Linked DNA regions of Mus musculus: all the other regions are linked to region 1. Evidence: chromatin contacts called from public HiChIP or PLAC-seq and promoter capture Hi-C data. All regions are on one chromosome and are shown on one strand. Each heading gives the region's core, a stretch centred on a gene start, on an enhancer-like site or on the middle of the called end of the contact. The rest is flanking DNA. Distances are from core to core; before and after follow the strand shown. Region 1 overlaps Gm34418 (a long non-coding RNA gene). Region 2 overlaps Gm11725 (a long non-coding RNA gene). Region 3 overlaps Tnrc6c (trinucleotide repeat containing 6C).

Region 1 (3,820 bases), core at 514-3,013:
CCCCTTTTTTTTTGTTTTTTCAAACAATGGTTCTTAAATGCTTTAACCTCCCTTCTAGCCCACCACCCACCAGAGGCAATGGAAACGAGAGGATATGGAGCAGAAGGGAGGTGGGAAGTGGACCTGTTTAGAGATGGTTCTTTGGAACAAATCCCATCTGTGTTGTCAGGAAATCAGCAGTTCAGTTTACAGGCCAGCAGCAGCAGCTCAGTCCACTTGCAAACACTTCCCAGATACATCAGCAGTCTACAGGGATAGCCAGGCCTCAGCCAAATCAGCACAAGTCAGCAGGAGGGACTCCAGGAAAAGTTCTCAGCTGCTGCTCTCTCCCAAAGAAGCGAAGATCAGCGAAGACTCAAGACCAACAAGCATTGCCCAGCCAGCTCTTTAAGCAAGCCTGAAGCTCAGCTCAGCCCAGCCAAGCCAAGCCCAGCCAGCTCCCATCACTGTCCACCAAGTCCTATTTATAATTCCCTCAAACTTCACGTGTCCTCCACGGGTCTTGCTTCACCAAGTGTCTTGCCTCAGCCCGTGTGTCTGTCTCAGTTGACATCGCTCTGCCCGTGTCCCGGAAAGCAGCAAGAAGCCATAGCACACCACTAGAAGGTTTTTTTGGTGCATTTCTCTCTATGGAGCCCTGACAAATGGAGCTCAACTATGCACTGTAAGACGGACCAATACATGCATGTCGTAAGTGAAGAATCCTTCATCACGTGTCCTTTCACATGCTTCCTTTAGCAGAACATCCTTTCACCTGTGTTTGCTTCGGCGAAATGTTCCTTTGTGTGTTTGCCCCAGCAAGACACCATCCAACACAACTGACTTTTCAAAGAACCCTTAAGTTTCCACTTCAAAACACAGTGGGCTGTTGAGCTCTGGGTGAAGAAAGTTACAGAAGTAATGGGGCAGGTCCTTCCCAGCCCTGAGCCTATCACTTCTGCAGGCTGTGTGTGCTCAGAAAACCATGCAGCTGAGATGGAGCTCAGGGAGAGGTCCTGGTGTGAACTGACTGCTGCTTTGGGGATACTGCTCCAAGAAGCCTCCACATCACTCCTAACCCAGGGAGCCAGGCCACGTGCAGAACATTTCCCTCTCTCCCCACTGCCTCTGAGCAGGAACATGAGGCGGCACCATGATCGCTAGCCTATCGCAGGCCATTTCCTGGGCCTTTGATCAACCTCAGTGGGGAAACCTCTAGGATACAGAAAAGGGCATCCAAACCCCCAGTTCCGTAGTCAACTCTCATTTCAATCAAGAGGCCCCAAGTTCACAGATTTAGATTCTTGGGAGCTGTGGTTTTTTTCTTCTTAAAAAATTGAGCTGCTGCCTTGCCTCTTTGAGGCCCCAGGAGTCTGAACAGAGATGGTTTCCAAATGGGTGGAGAGAAAGCGCCTGTGCCAAGCCCGAGGGACCTGGCTTTGGGATGGCTGATCTGCCATGTTCATCCCTGGATGGCTGTGAGCCAGGTATCTTCTGGCCAGGAAAGCCTCTGCCCTGAGCATCCTTCTGGCCCCAAGCCAGACCTAGAGCCCCTCCCTATTTGATGGCTAATGCTAAAGACTGGGCCAGGAAGTAGGCAGATCGCTTTTTGAGTTTTCCTTGGTTATCCTCTCAGGACACCCACTCAGCCTCCGTCCGTCCTATGGCTGATGGGGAACCTCCTCAAACCCTGAGGGATCCAGAGCCTTTTATTCTAGGGGTGCTGTGGGTAGAGGCATTTCCAGCTGCCCTCACTCCCTGGGCCCATCTTCTGCTGTTGTTCTTGCTGTGTTGATTTGCATGCCATTTTGCTTGTGGTCTCCATGGCAACCACCACCAAATGGCCTAGGGATAATGGAGGGGCTCTGGGTAGGGGAGGGGGAAGCCTCATGAGTGGTTTTGACTTCAAAAAAAAAAAAGAAAGAAAAGAAAACAGTGATTCCGCAGCGCAGCGTGCCTGGCAGAGGGGCAGCCCTTCCCCCGCCTGCAATCCCTCAGCGCCCCTCACCCAAGGCTTCTTTCTAACTTGTGAGGGGGAGGGAGGCAGTATCCTGGAACAGGAGTCCTTGCATCTGGCTTCAGAACAATGGGAAGAATCAGGGAAAGCAGTGGCGGCCAGAGGAGGGAACCCTTGGGGGCAACCAGCGCCTTCTGGAACCATCTGCAGCTTCCAGAACAAATCTCCAGCCGGCAGCTCTCCTGCTCCGGCCATCTTTGCTCTCCCTCTTGCCAGGTCCCTCCACCCTTCCCAAATCTCCTCTCCACAAGGAAAGAGAGAAAAATAGAAGCATGACTTCATGTCTCAGGGCCTGGCTCCTGGGTGGAGGATCTAGAGGAGTTTAATTGTTCGCATATGTCCAGCTCTAGCCCTTCACAAAATGTGTTCAGGGCCGTGAGCTGCAGCGGTTGAAAAGCTGGGGAGATAGCACGGGGATTGTTGGGCTTAAAGATGAGCAGACTACAGCTCAGGGCTGTGAGTGCGGCACAAAGAGGGGGACCCAGGCCAGCTCTATGGAGGGCTGGAAACCAGCCTCCGATTTATGTTCGATGCACTTAAGTGGACCGAGCTTTCTTCTCTTCATCCATTCCGTGCGTTTCTCAAGCTAACTTCTCTCCTGCTGCCAAGGCTCTGTGGGTGCTGGAGGTGAGCTCCTGCCTCCCTCCGACCCATAGCCCCGTAGAGCTTGGCCCTGTTGCTGCCTGAGGCCAGTGGCTGGCCTGACGCCATCTCCTTGCTCTCTGAGTCGCTCTGCTCTTTCATGGCTCTTCTCTCCTTCCAAGGTGCAGCGGTTCCTTGAAACATCCGGATCATCCAATAAACATCTTTACAACAAGAGACCACACCTGCCCCAGACAACAGGAAGCCCCACAGGACAGCTGACCCATGATAGTCACTAAGAACCGTGGGAGCTGAGGCTACCCCCTTCCCCACCCCCCCACCCCCCCACCCCCCCACCCCCCACCCCCCACCCCCAGCATAGAAGCAGTCATCTCTTGGATGGATCTGGAGTCATGGAAAGTTTTTTACCTGCTTCCCCAGGGTGGCGCTGCTTGGCTCTGGGTTGGATGTATTGGGGCAGGTGGCTGAGCCTCACTTGTTTGGACTTTGGGGAGCAGAGACTAACAATGAACTGGTAACAACCAACCGCACAGTGCAAATGCAGCACACTGCCTAACATAAGACAGAGGGAACCACAACACATGGCTTGCGGAGCTGGGCGAGCACACACTGCTATTCCTTCATGAGAGGATAAACTGGGGTCCAAGAGAGTCTAAGCGGGCTCAACCCCCAGCACCACATGAACTGGGCATAAAGTAATTATGGCAGCACAGGTCTATATTCCCAGCACTGGAAAATAGAGGCAGGAGGAGCAGAAGTTATAGGCTGCTATCCTCGGCTACAATCAAGTTCAAGGCCAGCCTGGGATACATGATTAATCCTTGACACAGCAACAAATGGAATCCTAAGAAATACACAAGGCAGAGAGGAGGGAGGGACAGAGCAGGTGGGATAAACAGCAAGGACAAGGCAAGATGTCGGACATGAGCCCCACCCCAGAGACAGCCCATTAAACAGGAACAGTCAAAACCCTCCAGCTGAAAACCAGAGATCAGGAGCTGGGGAAGTGGCTCTTCAAGCTCGAGGACCAGGGTTCAGATCCCAGGTAGGGCATGATGGCCTGCCCAGAGATCCTGGAGCAAACCGCTAGGAGAGAATGTGGCATTGACCCTATGCACAGCTGTGCTCCAAGCTCCCTGAAAATGGAAGCTTTGCTCGGCTGAGCAACCCCAGGGCATTGGACAGCTGCTACCATGCTCCTAGAGAGGCTCTGTAATGTCC
Region 2 (3,820 bases), core at 805-3,304, 400 kb after region 1:
GCTTTCCAAGTTCTCCCTTTGCTGTGCAGAGCCTTTCTCTCCGTGTGTTGACGTGAGTGTGGTACCTCACCCCAGCAAGGGCTTCCTACCTTCAGCTGCTGACTCTGTGTCTGGGGTGCCTGAGATTTTCCTGCTGTTACTTGCTCTGCTCCAAACACTTCCTGCCTCTCAATTCTTTAGCTTTGTCATTTCTCAACTAGTGACAGTTGAGAACAAGACACCCTTCCTAGGGTAAGGAGCCTCCTATAGAGTTGTCTCCTTTAGTCCTCTGCCTTGACCCTGGTCCCCAGGCTGACCCAGTCCCTCTTCCTCTCTGACTATGTCCTGTCTGCAGTCACAGGGTCACCTCACCCTGCTAGTTGTCTCCTCTCCCCACAGCCACTACTCTGGGCAGGGCAGGGTGACCTGAGTGTCTGCCATAGGTGACCCTTTTATTTATTGTTTATGTGTAGGCACACACATGCATGTATGTGCACACACACGGAGGCCAGAGGTCAACCTCAGTTGTTATTTGTCTGTCCTCCTTAATTTTGGAGACCGTGTCTCTTTCTGGGACATGGGACCCACTGATTAGGGTAGACACCAGCCATCAAGCCCTAGGACTGTGCTTGCCTGTCTCACCAGAGCGGGGACTTCTGGTGCTGGGCATCATTACCATTTCCTCCATGGGTGCTGGGGTGGCACGAGGTCCTCACGCTTATGGACTAACGCTTTCCCCACTGAGCCATCTCTGCAGCCACTCCTTCCCGACCCAGCCTCTTGACGAAGCCTGGGGCTTTTCACCAGCACTTTAGCCTTGTGATATTCTGTCCCCAAATGTACCTCTCTGCTTCCCTCTGTAGTCCTAGCATCTCCTGCCCGGGCCCTTTCTCCATCCCAGCCATCAGCAAATGCCCTTGGTCCTCAGCTTCCCTGTCTTTGGGTCTCAGCTAGAAGATTCTTCCTCTAGGGAGCCCATCCTGACACGGGAAGGACTGGGCCCTCTTCCTGGGTGACACAGTATTTTTCTATCCCACTGTCCAAGGGCCACACGTGCATATTTGTATCACCTGCTCTGTGCAGCTGACCCTGGGGCTTTATGTGTCATGCTCCATGTGCTTAGCCAAGTGCCTGATTCTGGGACTTGCTGAATGGCAGGCTGTGTGGCTGATGAGGGAGGGGCACATGGGCAGCCTGTGTGTCTCTGAGTGACTGACACAGGAGAGTCACTTGGTCCAGTGCCCCTTGACCTTTGGCCACTGGCTGTACACATGGAGAACAGGTGCTATGTGCCTCCCCAGACAGTCCAGAGAACATCAAGAGCAACCCACCCTCACCATCTCTTGCCACTTGAGGGAGGATTTTAAGAGACTCAGGCCAGGGTTTCTTGCAGGGAGAGCTGTCTCTGGGGTTATATCTGACTCCCTGGCACCTGGCCAGGCTGGTGCAGGCTCTTGGGTGTGGGCACGTGTGTGAGCACACTCTCACATGCTGAGTTCATGGTTCAGTGTGCTGTGTGTGCGTATTCCTGTAATGCTGGACCGCTGGCAGGAAGCGAGCTGTGGAGAGGCTGCTGGGAACCCGGCGGTCCCCTCAGAGATAAAGAGAGGCAGCAGATTGGAGCTGTAGATAGCAGCTGGCCCCAGTAAACGGGGAGAACGTCCTTCCCAGCCACTCAGCCCACCCCTCCATAGGGCACTGGTCCAGAGGAGACCAGGGACGCCACCATTACAGCCTGGGGGAGGGGTAAAGGCAGGTGCTAGGAGAGTGTGGGTTGCCGGCTGGGCTTAGCAGTGGGCAAATACTTGGCTCGTGTAGCTTCCCCGCCGCCATGCCAAGTTCCCCTGTCATGATGGAGGGCAGGAAAAGGGAGAGCAGTTCCCCCAAGTCCTCGCATGTCCCCTATGGGGATCCCCCCAGCCCACTCCCACCCCCTCACTCCCCCACCCCCCACCCACATATCAGGAAACCTAGCACTGTGCCCTGAGGGTAAGGAGTGAGCATAAGAGGGGTCACAGCAGGCAGGGTCGCTGTGCAAACCGAAGACAGTGGGTTTCAGTTCCTGTGAGGCTAAAGGGGCCTTATTAGCTTACTTCTGCATTAGCTGGCCTCCGCAGGGGCCGGGAGGGATCTGGCAGGGCTCTGTACAGAGTCTCTCTCCTGTTTTTCTGCTTCAGACATGAGATCTAACTCCCCTACCGAAAAGCACACAAGGCATATTTGTGCCGCACAACAAGCCAATTCGAACAGCAAATGAGCTCCCGTGTTGTGGCCACTCCCATCAAGAGGGGGGACCATGAAGCTGCTGTGGTGGTGGCTCAGGCCTGCTACCCCTGCACTGGGGCAGTGGCTGAGGCAGCAGGATTGCCATGAGACTGAGGTCAGCGTGGGTTACAGAGTGAAACTTTGTCTTTAAATGGGGAAAAAAAAAGTGGACCGTGGTCAAGGTTCCAGAACTATCCCCCTCCCTCCCTCCCTCCGCTGATCATCACCCAGCTTGTGTCCATCTCTCTAGACAGTTAACTGTGGCTGGATTTTGAACCATCGCCTAAGTGGAATCCTTGAGGTCAGGAGCCATCTTCCTGAGAGCCACCACCTGTCGGTCGGTTGTCCTTTCTTGTTTTGGGGAGGCCTTGTAACTTTCTAGTCCAGACCTAAGCTTTAGGGTGCCAGTTTTCACCTACCACCCCTTGGGTCCTGGGACCTGGGAGCAAGCCACCTGCCGAACCATCTCGCAGGCCCTAGGACACAGTTCCAGTCGGGAACCTTCAGCCATGTCCCGTTTCCTTTGTGAGTTGGTGTTGCTGCAGGGAGCATCCTTGTTCCTGCTCTGAGTCCCTCTGCTTCTGTGGCCTGGGGTGGAAGCACTGAGTCACAGCAGGCTACCTGGCAAGCCACCTCCCCAAGGGATGGAAGTGTGTTCTCCTGCTTCCCGGCTGGATGAGTCTTGCGTCATCAGACTTACTCCGGCCCTCTGGGCAGTCAGGCACGTGGGATGTGGGATGTGTGGCCTTGGGATGTGTAGCACCTTGCTTTGTGTCTGGGTCTTCTAGACTCCTTTTAAGTAAAGGGCCTGTCTTCCTGAGGACCAGCCAGTTAGCTTACATATGTTGCAACCTACTCCAGCTGGGAAATGTGTGTGCAATCCACTCTCTCCGGGGTTTGATCTTTCCTTGTATGGCGTTTATTCATCTTTTTTGGTTCGTGTGTGTGTGTGTGTGTGTGTGTGTGTGTGTGTGTTTGTGTGTGTATGCATGCGTTTATATGCATGCGTTTAATTTCTTTTAAAGATAAGTTTTCTTTACAAAGTCCTGACTCTCCCTGACCTCACTATGTAGACCAGGCTGGCCTTGAAATCCACCTGCCCATGCCTACCTGGTACTAAATTAAAGTCACACATCACCATGCCCAGCTTGTGATTGGCTTATGAGGTTCTCCTCATCTCCTCCAGATCACAGGGCTTCTCACCCATCTTCTTCTGCAGAGAAAACAGTGCATCTGAGTGTGTGACCTCATCATCTATGTGTGCATCTGAGCGTGTGTGCACTCACCATCTGCTATGTGTGCATCTGAGCGTGTGTGTGCACTCACCGTCTGCTATGTGTGCATCTGAGTATGTGAACTCCTCATCTATGTGTGCATCTGAGCGTGTGTGCACTCACCGTCTGCTATGTGTGCATCTGAGTGTGTGTGTGCACTCACCGCCTGCTATATGTGCATCTAAGCATGCTGAGTGAGCCATAGAGACTGGGAACACCAAAAATAGTACAGGGGAGTAGAGGTGACAGGTGGCCCATGAGCTAATGCTGGTGCCGATGTGGTGATTCTAAAAGGGGCTGGA
Region 3 (3,820 bases), core at 581-3,080, 270 kb after region 1:
GTGTGTTTAGCATACATGAATTCTTAATTTTAAGTAGTCGTCTTGTTTTTAACTATTAAATGGCAACCATTGTTTCCCTGGCCACAGAGTGAATTTATCTCTACTAGTGCACCAAAGGTGCTCATGTCTTCTCCAATATCTACTGATCTATATAGAAGTCTTACCGTGGAAGTCCACTGCCTGGAAAATGAGTCTTGAAGGAAGCAAAGGAAATTAGGAAGGCCAGAGAAGAGGTACAGGGGACAGAAGGCTAACCGAAGACCTTTGTGTCTGAGAGCAGTCGGCCCCAAGTCCGTCACTTTTCTAATCACATGACTAGGAAATGCAAGGCTCTAACATTTCTGTAGGTAGCAGGGAAGCAGGACAAAGGCAAGTGTCCCAGAGATGTGTGTGTCCTTGCTGTCCTCAAGGGCACAGACCTCTGGACTTAGGCAGCATATGGCCTCCCCATCAAGCTGTTCCTATATTCCTGACTCGGGAGTCCTGTGTCTGTCAGCCTGCAGGAAGGCCTCCCTACCTACCTGGACACTCAGGAAGCCATGTTGCTTCCTGGACTAAGACAGTAGCTGAAGGCAAGTTCACTCAGGACAGGAAGGGTATTGGAGGCTGCACAGCTTGTGTCTGGGTGATCCTGCAGAGCACTGTCACTGGCCAGAGCTGGGGGGAGGGGGGACTGACACACAGTGTGTGCTTCAGCAGGCTTTCTTTGTGGTATAATGGAGGAAACGGCTGCCTTGTACCTAATGTGTTCCGCTCATGAACTGTTCTTCCAGAAAAATAGAGAAATAAAGTTTATTACTTGCTACAGAACGTTTAGAAGTTCTAGAGAATCATTAAGTGAACACTTTCTCTATAAGTCCTGAGGGGTTTTAACACAACTCTCATTTGGTTCTGTTTAACGAAGTCTTCTGTTTAGGATCAAATGGGCACAAACAACTGAAACCATGTTCTGCCTGAGTCTTGATTGGAGTCTAGTGAGTTTATCTGAGTTACAGGAGCACAGGCGGCAGCTCACAAGCTCCATCTTGAGCTCCCTGAAAAACTATCAGGCAGCTGCACATAGTACTCTCCTGTCAGCAGCTGTTCACTGCTCATCTGACCTCACGGAGGGAGGGCTGTGAACCCAAGGTTGGTGCATTTGGAAGTAACTACAGGAGTCCTCCAGTTAAGAAGTCTCCCAAAATATGTTTTGTACAGAAAATTAATCAATATTCAGCCAACATTTTGAAATAATCAAATTAAAAGACTTTTTACATCAGCGCACAGAGCTCATTTCACAGTTTGCCCAGGAGACATCATGCAGACGTCCTCCCCGCACTTCAGGTCTGGTTCATGTGTTTATTGGATAGAGCGTTACAGTGTTTGCCACATTGTATAGCCAGTCTAGCCTTTAGTCTAGATCATCCTAAAACGTTTTTTTCTATTTTCTGAATGTAGAGAAGATTGAGTCACTTGTCTTGACAGCTTTCTTATGGTATTCCAACTTTTCTATCAACAGGCATACCAACGTTTACAAATCCAGCAGCAGATGTTACAGGCCCAGCGGAATGTTTCCGGACCCATGAGGCAACAGGAGCAGCAAGTTAGTGTCCCTTAGAGTGGCTTTTGCCACTAGCTCCACTTTTAGTAGAGGAGACCCCAGTGGATCAGCCCTCAGCTTGGTGATGGCTTTCCTCTGGTTGGACTCCCTGTGTGGAAAGTCCCAGGGCTGGGTTTGGGACAGGGCTGGCCCAGCTGGTAGAGGCTGAGGTGTGAGTATTGTGTAGATGAGCTATGTGCTCAGCCTCAACCCTGCCTAACATGCGTGGGTGTGTGTGTCTCCACCTGCCAGGTTGCGCGCACAATCACTAATCTGCAGCAGCAGATCCAGCAGCACCAGCGCCAGCTGGCCCAGGCCCTGCTTGTAAAGCAGCCACCACCTCCGCCACCCCCGCCGCACCTGTCTCTGCACCCCTCTGCAGGCAAATCGGGCATGGAGAGCTTCCCCCCTCCCCCCCAGGCTCCCGGCCTTCCCGACCTGCAGACCAAAGAGCAGCAGTCTTCACCCAACACCTTTGCTCCTTATCCTCTTGGTGAGTCTTCTGTGGGCTTCAGAGGCACAGCAGTGGACGGAGCCTCTCCTGTGCTCACCAAGAAGCTGCGCCATAGGTGGAGTGGACAGTGCGGGAACAGCTGTCAGAGGCGCAGTCAGAGGCTTTGTCCTGAGGGAACAGCACTGCCTTCCCTTCAGCATAGCACAAGCTTCATAAGTACCACAGATATTCCTAGTACCTGGGAGGCCCTCCACGGTGGCTCTCCCCTGTACCTCAGGCACTTGCGAGGCAGAGGGAGTTCAGAAGTAGCCTGAACTATACATCAGGGGCCTGCTTGGAGTAGTGCTTAGGAACCCTCTGCTGCAACAACATTCAGTTCATTCTGGTTCGCCATCTGTACGCTTCTTATTTGGGGGTGGGGCTCAAACTATAGCCCAGGCTAACAAAAGCTCTCAGCAATTCTCCTGTCTCTACCTCTCAAGTATTAAAAGTACAGGTCTCTGCTGTTGTTGTTTATCCTCTGTCCTCCAGCCTCAGCTATAGAGAGGCATTTGTCTCATCTGGCCAGTGGTACTCAGACTGGTAATACAGACCCTCCGTAAGATCTGTGGCTGGCCTGCAGTCCTATAGTATAGGTGTGTGGTAACTGCCCAGCACACAGAACCTATTCTGTCAGAACAAGCTTGATGCTGGAAACTTTATGGTACCAGCTAAGGAGAAATGTCACCAGGAACTAGGAGAAAGCATTCCAGGACTGTGTGCTGATAGCTGGCAGAATCTGTGGACATGAATAAGTAGCATCAAATACACACCTCCAGGAGGGCAAAGGCCATCTGGACCCTCCCTTCACTATTGTCTTGTCCGTTATTGTCCCTTGACTGATAGAAGGACAAGTTGTTCCTTGGCAAGACCTAACTTAGGACTTAGACCTCCTCGAGACCAGCTTCTCCCCACTGCTAACTTACACAGTTTGCGTGGTTGCTCTTTGCCTCAGTTCTGCTGTATTTATAGAAATATTCATCACACCGAGTTCTTTTAAAAATTACATGAAGCCAGGTAGTGGTGGCGCTTGCCTTTAATCGCAGCACCTGGGAGGCAGAGGTGGGTGGGTCTCTGTGAGTTCAGGACCAGCCTGGTCTACAGAGTGAGTTCTGGGCAGCCACAGGTACCTTGTTGAAAAGGAAGCAGACAGACAAAAGCTCTCCAGAATGAAAGGCTTGCTGTCCCCACCATGATAGGCTAAAAAGATAAACCTGTAATCTCAGCATTAAGGAGCAGATGCAGGAGGATTGCTGCCAGTACAAGATTAGCCTGGGCTGTTGCCAGGCGGTGGTGGCACACCCCTTTAATCCCAGCACTTGGGAGGCAGAGGCAGGTGGATTTCTGAGTTCGAGGCCAGCCTGATCTACAGAGTGAGTTCCAGGACAGCCAGGGCTACACAGAGAAACCCTGTCTCGAAAAATAAAAAGATTCGCCTGGGCTGTATAGCAAATACCAAACCAACCAGATCATGTACCAAGACCCTCTCTCAAAACAAAAAAGTAAAAAATATATAAGATTAAAATTTAGAGTCCAGTTTACAGGGTACAGCAGAGAGAAGCCCTGTTGTGCTCAGAGTTGTCCATCCAGCCGTTTTCACTGCCTTGTCTGTTGAATCTGTATGAGGAAATAGAGGTTGGAAAGCAGAGGCTATTGAGGGGACAACCCCTGGGCAGATTTACACAGCCGTTGTGCTCGCAGGTGTGGGACTGTGTGTAAACACCTGAAATGTTGAGCATTAGCAGGCT

The links. Promoter capture Hi-C pulls out the DNA fragments that hold promoters and counts their contacts. HiChIP or PLAC-seq counts read pairs in DNA pulled down with a chosen protein or histone mark.
Region 2: a contact with region 1 is called in an H3K4me3 HiChIP or PLAC-seq map of embryonic stem cells, with 23 read pairs. The contact joins two enhancer-like sites. A contact is called at or near these places in 3 of 115 datasets of contacts at active chromatin or transcription factors (embryonic stem cells, pancreatic cancer cells and stem cell-derived neural progenitor cells).
Region 3: a promoter capture Hi-C map of hippocampal neurons shows a contact between it and region 1, with 5 times the contacts expected there. The contact joins two enhancer-like sites. A contact is called at or near these places in 1 of 39 promoter capture datasets (hippocampal neurons), 2 of 115 datasets of contacts at active chromatin or transcription factors (both in embryonic stem cells) and 3 of 9 other capture datasets (adipose tissue, embryonic stem cells and pancreatic islet).

Annotation. Positions count from the first base shown.
Region 1 is chr11:117,477,293-117,481,112 of GRCm38.p6, forward strand. Gm34418 (a long non-coding RNA gene) reads right to left here. Exons shown (of 2, transcript XR_389180.4): 2 at 2,280-2,772. Among named protein-coding and RNA genes, the nearest start is that of Gm34418, 3.8 kb to the right of the region's middle. Within about 2 kb of position 1,764, at least 108 of the 459 cell types and tissues checked have an H3K27ac peak or open chromatin away from gene starts, as enhancers often do. A contact at or near this core is called in embryonic stem cells and hippocampal neurons, where this site is marked.
Region 2 is chr11:117,876,952-117,880,771 of GRCm38.p6, forward strand. All of the region lies in intron 2 of Gm11725 (a long non-coding RNA gene), which reads left to right. Among named protein-coding and RNA genes, the nearest start is that of Tha1, 5.3 kb to the left of the region's middle. Within about 2 kb of position 2,055, at least 151 of the 459 cell types and tissues checked have an H3K27ac peak or open chromatin away from gene starts, as enhancers often do. A contact at or near this core is called in embryonic stem cells, where this site is marked.
Region 3 is chr11:117,747,746-117,751,565 of GRCm38.p6, forward strand. Tnrc6c (trinucleotide repeat containing 6C) reads left to right here. Exons shown (of 22, transcript NM_198022.2): 14 at 1,499-1,582; 15 at 1,832-2,072. Among named protein-coding and RNA genes, the nearest start is that of Tmc6, 31 kb to the right of the region's middle. Within about 2 kb of position 1,831, at least 17 of the 459 cell types and tissues checked have an H3K27ac peak or open chromatin away from gene starts, as enhancers often do. A contact at or near this core is called in hippocampal neurons, where this site is marked.